3 separate regions of the Mus musculus genome follow, and regions 2 and 3 are each linked to region 1. Evidence: chromatin contacts called from public promoter capture Hi-C data. All regions are on one chromosome and are shown on one strand. The core of a region is the stretch at or near the end of the contact, and the rest is flanking DNA. Distances in the headings are between cores, read along the strand shown. Region 1 holds the start of Lztfl1 (leucine zipper transcription factor-like 1). Region 2 holds the start of Ccr5 (chemokine (C-C motif) receptor 5). Region 3 holds the start of Ccr2 (chemokine (C-C motif) receptor 2).

Evidence for each region. Capture Hi-C pulls out chosen DNA fragments and counts their contacts.
Region 2: a contact with region 1 is called in a promoter capture Hi-C map of liver, with 2.8 times the contacts expected there. The contact joins the promoter of Ccr5 here to the promoter of Lztfl1 in region 1. A contact is called at or near these places in 3 of 39 promoter capture datasets (hematopoietic stem and progenitor cells and liver), 3 of 484 Hi-C or Micro-C datasets (CD4 T cells and palatal mesenchyme), 3 of 115 datasets of contacts at active chromatin or transcription factors (T-cell acute lymphoblastic leukemia, effector CD8 T cells and memory CD8 T cells) and 2 of 9 other capture datasets (adipose tissue and liver).
Region 3: a promoter capture Hi-C map of liver shows a contact between it and region 1. The contact joins the promoter of Ccr2 here to the promoter of Lztfl1 in region 1. A contact is called at or near these places in 1 of 39 promoter capture datasets (second pharyngeal arch cranial neural crest) and 1 of 9 other capture datasets (liver).

What each region holds. Positions count from the first base shown.
Region 1 is chr9:123,714,845-123,719,758 of GRCm38.p6, forward strand. Lztfl1 (leucine zipper transcription factor-like 1) reads right to left here and starts at 2,781. Exons shown (of 10, transcript NM_033322.3): 1 at 2,682-2,781; 2 at 456-580. The coding sequence starts at 2,684.
Region 2 is chr9:124,119,351-124,124,264 of GRCm38.p6, forward strand. Ccr5 (chemokine (C-C motif) receptor 5) reads left to right here and starts at 2,193. Exons shown (of 2, transcript NM_009917.5): 1 at 2,193-2,285.
Region 3 is chr9:124,099,781-124,104,694 of GRCm38.p6, forward strand. Ccr2 (chemokine (C-C motif) receptor 2) reads left to right here and starts at 2,403. Exons shown (of 3, transcript NM_009915.2): 1 at 2,403-2,427; 2 at 4,175-4,271.

The DNA of each region.
Region 1 (4,914 bases), core at 1,531-4,030:
AACACAATAGGTTCCAGAGATATACTAACTTGATATTTACCTGCTGAGAAATGATGGTAAGAAACTATTAGGTCGTTGTCATAATTAAAACATTACATTTCCATAAGAGCAGAATACTTACATATACAGTAAAATCACTGTAATTCAAAGTATACAATAGTCTAAGCCAAAGAGTTTCAGGCACTTTGTATTGGTGTTGGGTGGCATGATGGCCTGGGCAGTGTGAACTGTGGCTGCAGCGTGTTCAGAAGTCATATGACAAAACTGGGAAATGCTGGCAGAACACTTCAGAGTCATTTTGCATTTAATTATGAAATAATTTTTAGTGATTGCATCTTAAACCTTTTACTAACGCCAAATTTTTAAAGAATCCACATTCATTCAGTTATATGACTGAACATATGATGTTAATATGATGCAGTTTTAAGAAACTGGGCCTTAAAGTCTCTTGATACCTGCTGTCCTTGAGGTCCTGAAAGCAGGAATCTACCGTTTTAAGTCTCAAGCCTCTTTTTGAACGAGCAAAACGCATGTAATTAATGACCTCATTTTGATGGTGCTCATTTAGGCCCAACTCTGCCTGAAAAAGAGAGAACTGGTTAGTCCAGAGGCTATGACAGAAGAACTGACAATGAAAATAAACAAGGTATTTTGTTTGGCCCAGTGTACTGGTACCTGCTTTTAATCTCAGCACTTGGGAGCCAGAGGCAAGCAGATCTCTGTGCCTTTGAAACCAGCCTGATCTACATAGTGAACTTCAGAACAGCCAGGGCTACCCAGAGACGAAGTCTCAAACAATAACAATAACCAACAACGATGTTGATGATGAATATATGGTGTTGTAGCAACTGATGTATATCAGGTTGCCTTTTTGTCCTCCTACCAACTCAAATACATTCAGGTCACAATCACATGACTACTTCTCAGGAAAAGAAGAAATACAAAGAGGTGTGGGGTATTTTTCAGACTTAAGATATGGGGTATACCTTATACCCCTGTCATCTCTAATGTCTCTGAAAGTAGACAGAGTAGGTAACTAGGATGAGCCGTGACATTTTTATGCCCCAGGGCTGAAAGAACAGAAAGATGAATGAGACCTCTATCCTCACCTCGGGGAGCAGCACTAACCTACTCACTAATCTAAATAAAATGGCTGCTGTGTGAGAGGAAACAAATGCCTACATTCCTTAATACACTAATTTTCAGATCTCTACAGAAACTTAACCTTACCAAATACAACCTTAAAAAGTATTATCTGGCTTGAAAACAAACAGTAGTCTTTTTAATAAGGCAGATGCTGTTTTAAAATAGGGAAGCTACACAGTTAGTACAGCTCTCAGACCTGGTTAGAGAAGTTTCTCTGTGCAATGGATGGTGGCTACCACACAGCTCACAGCTTTTAGGTACAGAGAATAAATAGGCTTAGCCACAACTAAGATATACACTCAGGAGGCAGAGGCATAGATAGGCAAAGGCAAGTGAATCTGAGTTCAAGGTCAGGCTGGACTACAGAGAGGATTCCAATATAGACAGGACTAAACAGAGAAACCCTGTCTTGAAACAGCAACAACAAAAACTGTCTTCTAGACATGACAGAACTGCTGGCCTAGAAACTCACAACTGTGGTCACCTGCACAAAGGTGCCAATCAACAATCCAGCACAGAGACGGGGAGGGGTTTATGAGATCGCACTTCTAGCTGAGCAGTTACTGACGGCTGAAGATTTATGAAGGGCAGAGAGACAGTTTCTTTTAAGAGTGTGGCCCAAGGAAGGTGATGGTCCCACACACATGAGTATATGTGCAGCATAAATTGGACTAGGTAGGCTTAAAAAAAACAGGACAGGAAGTAAACAATAATTCTGGAAGATGCTAGGGGATTTAAAATACATTGTATGAATGTATAAAATCTTTAAAGGATAATTTTTTTTAAAAAAGAGTGAGCTTATTGCTTAAAGTGTTTATTTTATGTGCATTGTTTGACAAATCATCTACACCCGGTTTCCAAGTGTTATCACAATGACATAAAAGAGTAAGAACACAAACAAGTACTAACTTTTTTGTGAAGCCACTAGCGTAATTTTTTTTTTTTTTTCGTTTTTGACATCAGAAGCAGGACCAGTTCCTAGCTCAGGATGGTTTAAGAAATGGTCTGTTTTGTTTAGATGTATACAAAGTGACACTTACTAGGAATTGATTGCTGGGATATGTCAGCAACCCACTTGAGCTTCACTTTCAATAACTTCTCTATGCCCAGCTATTTAAATTAATTGTACGATGAAAGGTTGGATGGACTGGCGTTTTCGCTTCAGTTTTATCTGTCTCAAAGTAAGCCCGAACTCTAATACCCAAATGGTCGTCAGACGTCCAAACAAAGAAAACAGCACCGATAATTAGTCAGTTGTAAAATCAGGTGCTTCAGAAAATTAGATTCAACCAAGTTCACACAGAAAGTTGGAACCAGCCCGTCATTCTTCACCCTGGCAAATGTGTGCGGCTGTGTCGGCCAGGGCTTCCCAGACCACAGCCAAGGACGAGGCGACAAGGCCGGAGGAAGGCTTCAGCAAGAAGCTGTCCCCGCGGCTCGGCCGACGTGACTCCCTCCCCGGCGAGGCCCCGCTCGCTCGCTCGCTCGCTCGCCCTCCGCACCCCGGCTGGGCCTCTCCCGACCAGGACACTCACCATGGTGGCGGCGGATCCGACAGGAAACAGGGAGGCCGGCACCGGGGCCTGAGGAACGGAGGTTGTTTAGAAGCCGCGCGTTGCCAATGGGAACGGAGACACGTGGGCCCTCGCTTGCACGCTATCATTGGCTCTCAGTGTCACGTGACGGATGATGTTGCGTAACTGGCTAATTTCCGCGGGTACATTGGCTTTGAGATCCGGAAGTCCCACCTTTTCTTGCCACGCTAACCTGGGGCGGTGCCTGCCGTTGCCAATGGCAACAGAGAAATTTCCGGTCGGGGGTGGGGGGGGGGAGCTGAGCAGCGCCTTAGGTGCCAGCGTGTTTGCCTACAATCAGGACAGAAGTTGGGCTTTGGCACCGGGATCCAGAGCTGGTGGTTCCAGACCTCTGAGAAGAACAGGCTGAGTGAACAGGGCTTCAGCGTGACTGCATCCGGCTATCAAGCTCATGCTGGCCCTGGTGCACGCCCTTCCTCCATCTGCATTGTTTTATAACGCTGGCAGAAGAGAATAACTTTACCTTTTTGGAAAAAAAATGTGCAAAAACATAGGTTTATATAGAGTAGTGAATTAGAGAGACAAACACTAGATTCGCCAGGAGAAGGTTGTGGAATAACGTCCTGATCTCCCTGGCGGAAGTTTTCACTTATGAAGTCTAACTTGAGTCATTAGAATCTTCAAGTTTTGGGATAGGTAAAGATCCTTTCCAAATCTGTTGGTGATCTTTTTGTCTTATTGACGGTGTCTTTTGCCTTGCAGAAGCTTTGCAATTTTATGAGGTCCTATTTATTGATTCTCGATCTTACAGCGCAAGCCACTGCTGTTCTATTCAGGAATTTTTCCCCTGTACCCATATCTTCGAGGCTTTTCCCTACTTTCTCCTCTATAAGTTTCACTGTCTCTGGTTTTATGTGAAGTTCCTTGATCCACTTAGATTTGACCTTAGTACAAGGAGATAGGAATGGATCAATTCGCAATCTTCTACATGATAACAGCCAGTTGTGCCAGCACCATTTGTTGAAAAATGCTGTCTTTTTTCCACTGGATGGTTTTAGCTCCCTTGTCAAAGATCAAGTGACCATAGGTGTGTGGGTTCATCTCTGGGTCTTCAATTCTGTTCCATTGGTCTACTTGTCTGTCGCTATACCAGTACCATGCAGTTTTTATCACAATTGCTCTGTAGTACAGCTTTAGGTCGGGCATAGCAAACACAGAAGTGGATGCTCACAGTCAGCTATTGAATGGACCACAGGGCCCCCAATGGAGGAACTAGAGAAAGCACCCAAGGAACTAAAGGGAACTGCAACCCTATAGGTGGAACAACAATATGAACTAACCAGTACCCCGGAGCTCTTGTCTCTAGCTGCATATGTAGCAGAAGATGGCCTAGTCGGCCATCACTGCAAAGAGAGGCCCATTGGACTTGCAAACTTTATATGCCCCAGTACAGGGGAACGCCAGGGCCAAAAAGGGGGAGTGGGTGGGTAGGGGTGGGGGTGGGTGGGTATGGGAGACTTTTGGTATAGCATTGGAAATGTAAATGAGCTAAATACCTAATAAAAATGAAAAAAAAAATCTTCAAGTTTAACCGTTGTTCCAAAGTGATGACTACCTCTATGGTCGCCTTGCCTTTAACCCCAGCACTTGTAAAGCAGGGGCAGAAGGACCTCTGTGAGTTCAAGGCCACCCAGGGCTTCATAATGAAGCCCTGTTTTAAAAAAAAAGACACTGTCCTATGAAAGACAAGTATAGGAAGAGGTTATCACAAATATTGGTGAACATACAACCACTCTAGGCCAGTGCAGTATCTTACGAGGAGGCACTGAGTAAACCAACATCATGCAGAGCTGCCAGCCTTCTGAGCCTGGGAGACTTTAAAGCAGGAGGGAACAAACATTCAACATTAGCTCTGAGTTATCAAAAGTTAATTTTGATGGTGCATTTTGAGATTGTCTTTCACAGCCAATACAAAGTAAAGTTTAAAGTGAATCACAATCGGGTGCTTTTAGATGCAGAAGAATTTTAGAGATATGGTTCCAGAACTACTTATAAAGGAAGAGACTAAGAATCTACAGCTTGGAGAGGTAGATGGAGGCTTTGAAGTTTGAGTCTTAAAACTATAAATCTGTTTTCAAGACAAAAAAGACTATTGCCAGGTGTTGTAATACAGTGGATATTAAATAAATTCTGATTTCAAGAATCTTCTTTCATTTTTTTCTGTTTTATTCTA
Region 2 (4,914 bases), core at 943-3,442, 400 kb after region 1:
TAACTGTATATGGGATGAATCCCCAGGTGGGACAGTCTCTGGATGGCCTTTCCTTTAGTCTCTGCTCTACACTTTATCTCCATTTTTGCTCCTGTGAGTATTTTGTTCTCCTTCTAAGAAGAACCAAAGTATCCACACATTGGACTTCCTTCTTGAGCTTCATGTGGTCTGTGAATTGTATCCTGGTTATTTGGAGCTTTTGGGTTAAGGGAGACAGCAGACGCTAGCAAGGATGTGGAGAAAGAATAACATTTCTCCATTGCTGGTGGGAATGCAAGCTGGTACAACCACTCTGGAAATCAGTTTGGCAGTTCCTCATAAAATTGGACAGAGTATTACCTGAGGACCCAGCTATACCACTCCTGGGCATATACCCAGAAGATGCTCCAACATATAATAAGGACACATGCTCCACTATCTTCATAGCAGCCTTATTTATAATAGCCAGAAGCTGGAAAGAACCCAGATGTCCCTCAACAGAGGAATGGATACAGAAAATGTGGTACATTTACACAATGGAGTACTACTGAGCCATTAAAAACAATGACTTCATGAAATTCGCAGGCAAATGGATGGAACTTGAGAATATCATCCTGAGTGAGGTAACCCAATTGCAAAAGAAAACACATGATGTGCACTCACTGATAAGTGGATATTAGCCCAAAAGCTCCACATACAGAATTATAACATTTGTCTAGCAGCAGTGAAGAGATCTACCTAAGAAAATGATTTTAAAACATTAAGATTTTAAATTGTGTTTATTTTGAAAATATTACTGAGTGTGTAATTAAGAGATTGCTGTTTATTTTGTTGTGGTTTGTCTATAAACATGCTGTGAGTGCCCCCTATTGCTACCAAATTCAGGCCTGGACATTTACCACATAGAAAATTAATCATCAGGAGACACACATTGGTAGAAAGAAAACAGTCTTTATTAAAGACACCATTCACCCAAAAGGAAGCAAACTGACACCTCAACTCCCTGCTTCCAAGTTTTTGGGGAAAATGTGAATGACTGGTTATGTATAGAATTTGCATTCCCAGGAACTTGAATCAGACAATCCCAGGCTAGCCAGAGTTATTAATCTACTGGTTGTGGTCTAGACTTACCTTGCATACAAGATGTTCTGGAGTGCAAAGAGAAAGCCATATCTTGGGAATGAGGAGTAAGAATAAAGCAAAATGGAGTTACTGAACGCAATAGCCTGTTATAACAAACCATGAAGTGACTATTGTTATTTAGCCTAACACACTGGCTGCAGAAGTCTTGTGTCTTGCAGGGTCTCTTGTGTCTCATTGGCAGCTCTGTGCTGTTATTAGCTCCGCTGTCATTTCTTGATGTTTTTAAAAATTCCACCAACCACCCAGCTGATCTGATATAGTCACATATATGGCATTATTATATTATCCTAAATTTTATCATGCACTTCTCTTTGTTGTTCCATGAAAAATCCTTCACGGCTCCAGATAAATTATGTTCTTGGATTGAGACGCTCTGTTACCTTCAAATCTGGTATAGAATAGATACTCATAAGTGCCTATGCAAAATGTGTAATTTTGTATGTCACTTGTTACCAGATACATGAGGGAAAAAAAGAAATATGTTTAGTTTTCAGGAAAACATATGGTAAACCTGTTTGATAGCAGTTGTTTTAGTTTACACTGAAGAGTCACACAGAGCAGTAAAAATTATGTGTGTGAAATGTAGGACAGCGAGAGGAAGATGAGTAAAAGAAGTAGCAAGATTGGTGTCTGGGATAAAGCTCCCATCTCACTTTAAATTGGCTGGAACTTACTTTAATCAAGAGCAACTACGAGAAGAATAAATTCTCTTGCCATTTTGGCTTTACCAGTGAGAAGCAGAGATATTGCATGCACTACTTGTCTCTTAGACAGTGACTCTCTTGACTCAAATGTGGGCTTTAATTAATGGATATAAGTGTTCTTCTGTCATTAATACCCTTTAATTTTTCTGATTTCCAACGAAGTGTGTAGTTGGATGAGCAGAGAACATAAGTAAAAGAGTCTGAAGAAGGAAACTCCTCAAAAAACTTTCAGTCCAGAGCTGCCTTCTATTTTCTACTCTAAGTGCAACTTTAAAGAAAAAAAAAGAAGAACTGATCTGACACCCCCAACCCTGAACACTACGTAATACCTTTTCTCATTAAACTCCACCCTCTCTGCAAGAAACTGTGTTTCTTACTTTATACTGTCTTCATGTTAGATTTGTACAGCTCTCCTAGCCAGAGGAGGTGAGACATCCGTTCCCCCTACAAGAGACTCTGGTAAGTCACCTCTCAGCCCTTGCTTGACTAGTTAGCTCAGCTTCCTTGATGAGTAAAAACTTTAACAGGAAATCCTGAGAGGACATCTGTCAGCACCAGGTGCTCACAGAATTATCTGAAAATATAATCTTTAAGATACAGGAAAGTTAAGAATTTAGGATATGTTTCAGCATGTGATGTCATCAAATATCTGAAACATGATTGTGAATGAAATATTTAAAAAGAGAATTTTTTAAAGCAAGCAAATCCTTACCTTTTAAAAATAGCTTCTAGAACAATGCTATTGGTTGAAATCTGGTTTGATAATCAGCTGAAAAGAGGTGAAATCTTTCCATGGGTCACGTGTATATCCTTGAACATGTGTGTACCAGAAGCTCTAAGTTTCTTGTGCTCTCTTGTTCTCTCTTTCTCTTCTTGCCCTGACTGTCTCCAAGAAAATAGAGAAACCTAAAAATTGTCTAAGGTCACAAACATCAAAGTTTCTACAGCACACTTAGTAGAAAATTCTTGTTCTGGCTTAGCCTTGAAGGTGTGACTTTTTTTTGGGGGGGTGCTTCTCTTTGCTACCTAAATGGGAAGTATGAAGAGCTTTAGAGAACTAAGTAAAAAAAAAAAAAAGTTTGAGGAATTTAAACAGGGCAAGCCAGTTGGTTGAAGAGGCTAGACAGTGAATATCACCCATGGAGATGAAAGAATCATTTTCTACTTGATAATCTCTTCTACGTATATGAGAACTTTTGATGGTGGAAACTCAGGAAGCAGAAATAACTTTAGAGAAAAAATGAGGATGGTCTACTTTAATTACTGATGCTATATTCTATGACACTGTTTGAGTGTTTGGACATTACATCATTTTATCCTGACTACAGAGAAGCACCCTTGTCAGAAGCCATCCAGGAAAGGCTGAGGCTAGCAGGTGGCCTTAATGGAGGCGGCCCATCTTTTAGCATGGACAAAGCTCTAAGAGGCAAGGTCCCAAAGAGACTTGGGTTTAGGATTGCTTCTTGCAGCTGAGAAGCCTTTTCCTATCACTTCACATAGCCTAAAAGTTCGTGGGTATCAGCCCACCATATTGGTCAGATTTCTTGCACATCAACATAAAGATGAACTTTCATGAATTAACTAATGCTGTTTAGGTGAATTAATGACTTTATAGAGTTCCTGATTTGATTTAAATAATCTTAGGAAGAAATTTTTAAAAGATGGTTTTAGTTGTTTGCTAGAAAGATGTAATAAAGTTAAAATCAAGAATAGAATGTACCCACTCCTCATAATAGTAAGTAAGGCTGCATAATAAGAAATATAATGAGTTGTTATCACTACACTAAAAAGAGAAATATGCTTGGGACAAATTTGTGTTTAAGGAAAAAGTATTCAAGTTTAAGAATTAAGCCACAGGTGTACACTATTATAAGACAAAGCCATGTGAAACAGTGACTATGAACTTAAGTATATAGAATGAAAAACTGCTTTAAAGTTAATATCAACATCCTTTTGTAACTCTCATTTTGTATAACATTTTGTCATGAGGTAATTTTCTAATAACTTTTATCTATAAAAAGGCCAGAGAGAGGAAATAAAGATGAGTGGGTGGTTGAGGGGGAATCTGTACCATCTACCCACCTACCCATCCATCCATACATACATCCATCCAAGGTAGTGATGCAGCCATTTTCTCCTTCACCCAGTGTGTATGTGTCTGTGAGAGTGACATCTTTCCTTTCCTTTTTCTCTCTGATTCAAAAAGAGTTAACCAGCCTGGCCAGTGAAGGGCTTCTGGCTGCCTGGCAATAAATCCTTTATTTAATCCCCTGTTGTTAAGCAACAGGTGATAATTCCTCTGAAGCCTTTGGCTTCTGGCCCAAGAACAATGAAGAATCAAGAGTAAATATTATTTATACTAAGAAACCTTTATTCTTGAAAAATCAAGTTTTGGTCCCCACCCTTCTACTGCTCTCCCAATTGGCTACTATCCAGAAAGAGCCAGTGTTCTGGAAAGCTCAAGGAAAACCATGGAGAGAGAGAGAGAGAGAGAGAGAGAGAGAGAGAGAGAGAGAGAGAGAGAGAAGGAAGGAGAAAGAGAGAGAGAGAGAGAGAGAGAAGGAAGGAGAGAGAGAGAGAGAGAGAGAGAGAGAGAGAGAGAGAGAGAGAGAGAGACATCTTATTAGTTACCAAGGAGTGACAAGCAACATATGTCAGTTAAGGTTTCATACTGCCCAAATTCAAAGTAAGTTACTTCCTGGTAGTGTGGTTTTTATATTAACATTCATTTTCTCTATACTTGGGGAGTGTTTTATCCAGAAAAACATAAACAGTATATTTCTTGCCTCAAGCAGTTAACTCAAGCGTTTAGCAAATGCATATGTCATACCATAGAACAGTAATTAGCACCCACTACTCATTCTTTCTGGCATTTGTGTGAACTCTAGGATTTATGGATAAATGCCTAGAAGCAGCATCTTCTATAGAGATCTTAAGCCCATGAATTAGAGAGGACCTGACTCAGTTTCACAGATTAATTCACCCCACATTGATATGGAAAGCAACATTTTATTTGATCAAATGCATCTTTGGTGAATTTCAAGCCATCTGATGATGGGAAAATTAAATGTAGAAGTCTATGCCTCAA
Region 3 (4,914 bases), core at 1,153-3,652, 380 kb after region 1:
AATTGAAACTTAATTACTACTTGAATGATCTTTTTTTCTGATGTGTGTATATGTTCAGTGGGTGCATGTATGCATATGTGGGTGTTTACACCTTGTGTGTGTGCACATGGAGGTAAGAGGAAGATATCAGATGTCCTACCTTGTCTACATTATCCTCTTGAGACAGGGTCTTTTACTGAACCTGGAGCTAGGCTGACAACCAGCAAGCCCTAGCAATCTTTCAGTCACCATACCTCACTCTGCCAGGGTTGTATGACCATCACTAGCTTGTGGGCTGAATATTTGAATACAGATCATTACACTTGCTCAGAAAATGCTTTTTATCTGCTGAGCATTATCCCCAACCCCTCATTTCTATTTTTGATTATGTAGTCTTGTCTATTCTTCGTTCATCTGGGCACTTTTCATGATCTTAGAAAAAAAATTCTTTACAAGAAACTGGAGTTGCTAGCCTTTCTTGTTTTGACTTTCTATGCCTGTTGTCTTGCTTTATTATTTGGAACAAAAGCTTTGAAAATTATGTATATTTTGTTATGGAGACAAAAACAAAGAAATTACAATAGAAAGACTGTTTTATCTATGTGTATCATATTAGTCCAGATCATGTGTGACTAAACTAATAAGGTGTAAAATCCTAGAACTCACTAGTTTATTTTAGTAGGTCACAGGAAGCACATCAACCATAAAAACCACAGTGAACCCAAAGCATCTCTGATGAAAAGAGGCAAGAACATTTGTGTTCTTAAAGTACCAACCGAAAAAAACCATCACAGAAGAGTAAGGAAGTGCCTTAGCATCAAAGTGCCTTCAAAGTATTGATAAGCCTTTCTTGTTTTGCTATCACTTCTCTGGACATGTTATGTCCACATTTTCATTTGGTTGTGTCTTGCCATACATGAGTTGCAGAGGATACCAACTTAACTTTGAATTTGAATGGTTTAACCTCCAACAGGATTCAAGTGAATCCTTTTAAGTCACTTGAGAGAACTTAACCTTCAGTTAACCTTCAGAATGATAACATGATTTTAAACATCTTGTATCCAGTGTCAGTCATCTTACAGCATTTGGGGGAGCACAAATGATTTTCATTTCATTGGTTTTCAGAAGACTTGAGACAATCGCTATTCTACTCCAGGCAATCTGAAGCGCCACAGCTATGCCTTTGATGTGATACTGCTTAGCTAGCATGTGTTTTGAACATAATGTTGTGAGGAGGTATCCTTTGTGGGTCATGCCAAGGTGTGTCCTGAAGAGATTATGCCATGAAACAGATCTTGTATAAAAAAAGGTTTACTGGAGGAGGGGAGAGAAGAGGAGAGGAAACTTAAAGAACCAGACAAGTGGATGTGTAGACAGGCAGACAGAGAAGAGAGAGAGTCATCGGGCAGAGAGAGGAGGTAGAGATGGGCAGAAAGGGGACACACGAAGAACACAGAGAGAGGAAACTCCAAGAACAGAAAAAGAGCTAGTGAGGTGGTTGGGTCCTTTCATCCACTGCACACCTGACAGCATCTAGATCCCTGAGAGCAGTCCACTGGAATTGCCTGTATAGTAACAGCAGGTATACCAGAGCTGTTAGGTGGTGATGTATTTTCTTTAAAGGATTCCCAAAGGCCACATCACACTAATCTTCCAGCCTAAAAATCCTGAAAAACGTGAACTCATTGCTGGCAGATAGATAAGAAGTTTTCAAACTCACACAAAGGGATCATTTCTGTTTTCCTTATGCAGATAAAGATTTTAAGGTGTAAATTCTCAAAATTTTGACCATTTGTATAGTGTGAGATGAAGGTGGTAAGAACATCTCGTGGTTTCCTAAGATCCACTCTCAGGTCCCAGTGTAAATCTTTCCTTCATTAGAAAGCTTTATTTAAGCGAGATTTGTAACCAGATTCCAATTCACAACACTTTGAAAGCAACACACAAGACTCAGTGAAACCTCTCTGCGCATTTTATTCATTATGACCTAAGGCCTCATTAGCATTTATTCTCTGGGTGTGATAGGTTCTATTGCACTTGGGTTATGCCAACTAACACAGAGAAGAGAACAGAGAGTGGAAAAGCTATGAAAGACTTATAAGACGAAGCCATGAGCTGAAATATACTGAAGCAGGGGTATAGGGCGTGGCTAACTCACACTCAGAATTGCATAAGCAAGATTTCAAAATTAATCCTGTAAAGACCTCAGCCCAACATATAACACTCCTGGCTGGAAAAGAAGAACTGTAGATCTTTGGGGTTTGTTTTTTTTTTTTTTTTTTGCTTTGTTTTGTTTTTCTTCAAATCTTTACCATCACTTGCTCTTTTATCTCCGCCTTCTCTTTCTGCAGGAAACTTTATTTCCTACTTCTGCATACCAGTTTGCACCTCCAGATCTGTTACTGAGAAGCCTGAGATAGCAGTGCCATCATAAAGGAGCCATACCTGGTGAGTTGTGATTTTTCCATGTCTTTATGCATCTCCAAGCTTGAGATGCAGGGCACTAGGGAGACAGCCTGAGGTATTGTACAGCCTGTGCACCTGAGGCAAAGATCAAGATTTGGGGAGAGAAGAGAATGTAATGTGCACCAAGAAACATTAGAAAGACCCTAGTGGCAGTGCGGAAATGAGGGTGTTGCTGGGTGGGACCATTCTTTTGGGATCAGGTGATAAAAGGGGACAATGAAGGAAGGAAAATCACTGTGCCTCATCATCTTCTAGACACTCACAGGATTACTCTGTCTCTCTTAGCATGCAGAGGGTTTACATTTCTAGAACCTTATACTGTGAAATCTTTTACCTGTAGTTCATCTATGCCTTCTAAATTGGCTCTTGTCTTTCCTCATGAGAACCACACAGACTGAAGATATCTATCTCTCTCTCTCTCTCTCTCTCCCTCTCTCTCTCTCTCTCTCTCTCTCTCTCTCTCTCTCTCTCTCTCCCATTATCTCTTTTGCTTTCTTTTGGGAGGCAGCTTCCCTACAGTCCTGGGTGATAGCTATGTCTTAATGCCCAAAGTGATGCTCAGGCCAGTACTTTCCAGACTGCTTGGTAGTAGGAACTAAGTGCTGACTATGTGCCATAGGGTTATATGAATTAGCATTTACCTAGAATTTTCCATAACAGCTGGAACTTTAGAACAGACCAGAACTTAGCACTGTGTAATCTTTAGGTACATGCACTTTCTTCCTTATTCTCATCAAAGATCTCATTTAGTTTTGGCAGTCTAGTGATAAGACTCAGTGATGTGACATGCAAGCTTCATTTGGCTATCACTTAAGGGATGCAAGAAGTACTGTGATATATAGGTGGATGAAAACAAATTTATAGCTGATATCAGGAAAAAGTAGTCTTAACAATCAAATCTAATGATGTTACATTTTATATCTTATAATTATTATAGACTTTTGTGCACTCTTTCAGTGAACCTTTACTGTTTACTCTTTTAGCCAGGTGAAATTATAAGAGTCAGAGATTAACAACATTGCCACTCCTTAACCTCAGCGGGGTGCATGGTATGTAGAAGATACCATGATAAGTGGTTACTTACATTTCACAAGAGCAGAGTGGTTTGTCAGAGGGTGCAGATTGGGCTTCACAAGAGAAGGGAAGTTTTAAGTAGGAGGTAGAATAAATAGGAACCATTTTAGGTCAAGAGACAAGAACAGAGTAAATCACTAAGGCATAAAGGAAGTGGTGAGTTTGGAGGAAATGGAGAGAAGACAGTTGTGGGTGTGCACAGGACTGGGAATGTGAGAGCAGGTCAACCACTGTGAAGTCCCACCACATCCAAGTCATGTGGCTATTGGGGGTTTCAGGATGAGGAGTACATATGCACTGTTAACTGTTGGGGCAGACAGAATGAGAGGGATGAGCTATGAGTGAAGGAGAGATCAATATGAAGTGGATAGCAGATGAGACAAGAAACTAGCAGCCCATAGAAGGCAACAAGGATGAATTTGAAAAGAATGTAGGGGTAGAATTCCTATGGCACAATTCTAACATAGAACATTCATCTGTAGCACATGATGAGCCTTCACCTCAGATGGACCTCACAGCAACTTAGGGAGTTTCTATACAGGAAAGCAGATGCTTGACTTTAAGTTACCCAGCTTTCATGTTAGAGGCAGGAGTTTTTTATTTTTGAAATCTCATTGATTATTTTATTTATTTTATATGTGTGTGTCTGCACCAGTAAATGCCATGCAAGTTCAGCTGCCTGCAAAGACCAGAAGAGGGCATTGGATTCACCACATGTGCTAAGAATTGAACTTGAATCATCTGCAAAAACAGTAGGTACTCTTAACTGCTGAATCATCTGTCTAGTTATCTAATTTGGAGGCAGGTTTTGAAACTAATCTTGTTGGTTCTGACAAACAGCCTTTAATTTTCTGAAGAGGAATTATTTGGAATAATACTAGAGTTTTCTTATAAAAATGTACTGGATGATAATAACTAAGATGAAGTTCTCATAATTTGGTCAGCAAGATGGTTCCTGTGTTAAAGTACTTGCCGTGAAAACCTAGTCACCTGAGTTCAAATCCCTGTAGCTTATATAGGAGGGAAAGAGCAAATTATCTTCTGACCTCCAAACACTTACAGCAGTGTATGTGTGTACCCCTCATGTATAAGTCATAGCAGATGCTAGTTAAATATTGACCATGTAGACAAATTCATGATGAGATACCATGAAATGTGAAAAATTAAACTCTGGTGTTTCAGAGAAGGTGGGACTTGAACATAGAGCCTTGGAAAACATAAGCATATAGGAGAGTAAAAATCCTGAGATCAGCTGATATAATTCAGATAAAAATCTGAATTAGAAGAATTTTGAAGCAAGAATAAAAAGAAAAAAAGGCAAAAGTTGGCAAAAGCCAAATACAGTGCCTTGAGGTTTTATGAAGTTTGCAGGGATATGTCACAGAAATATTAATA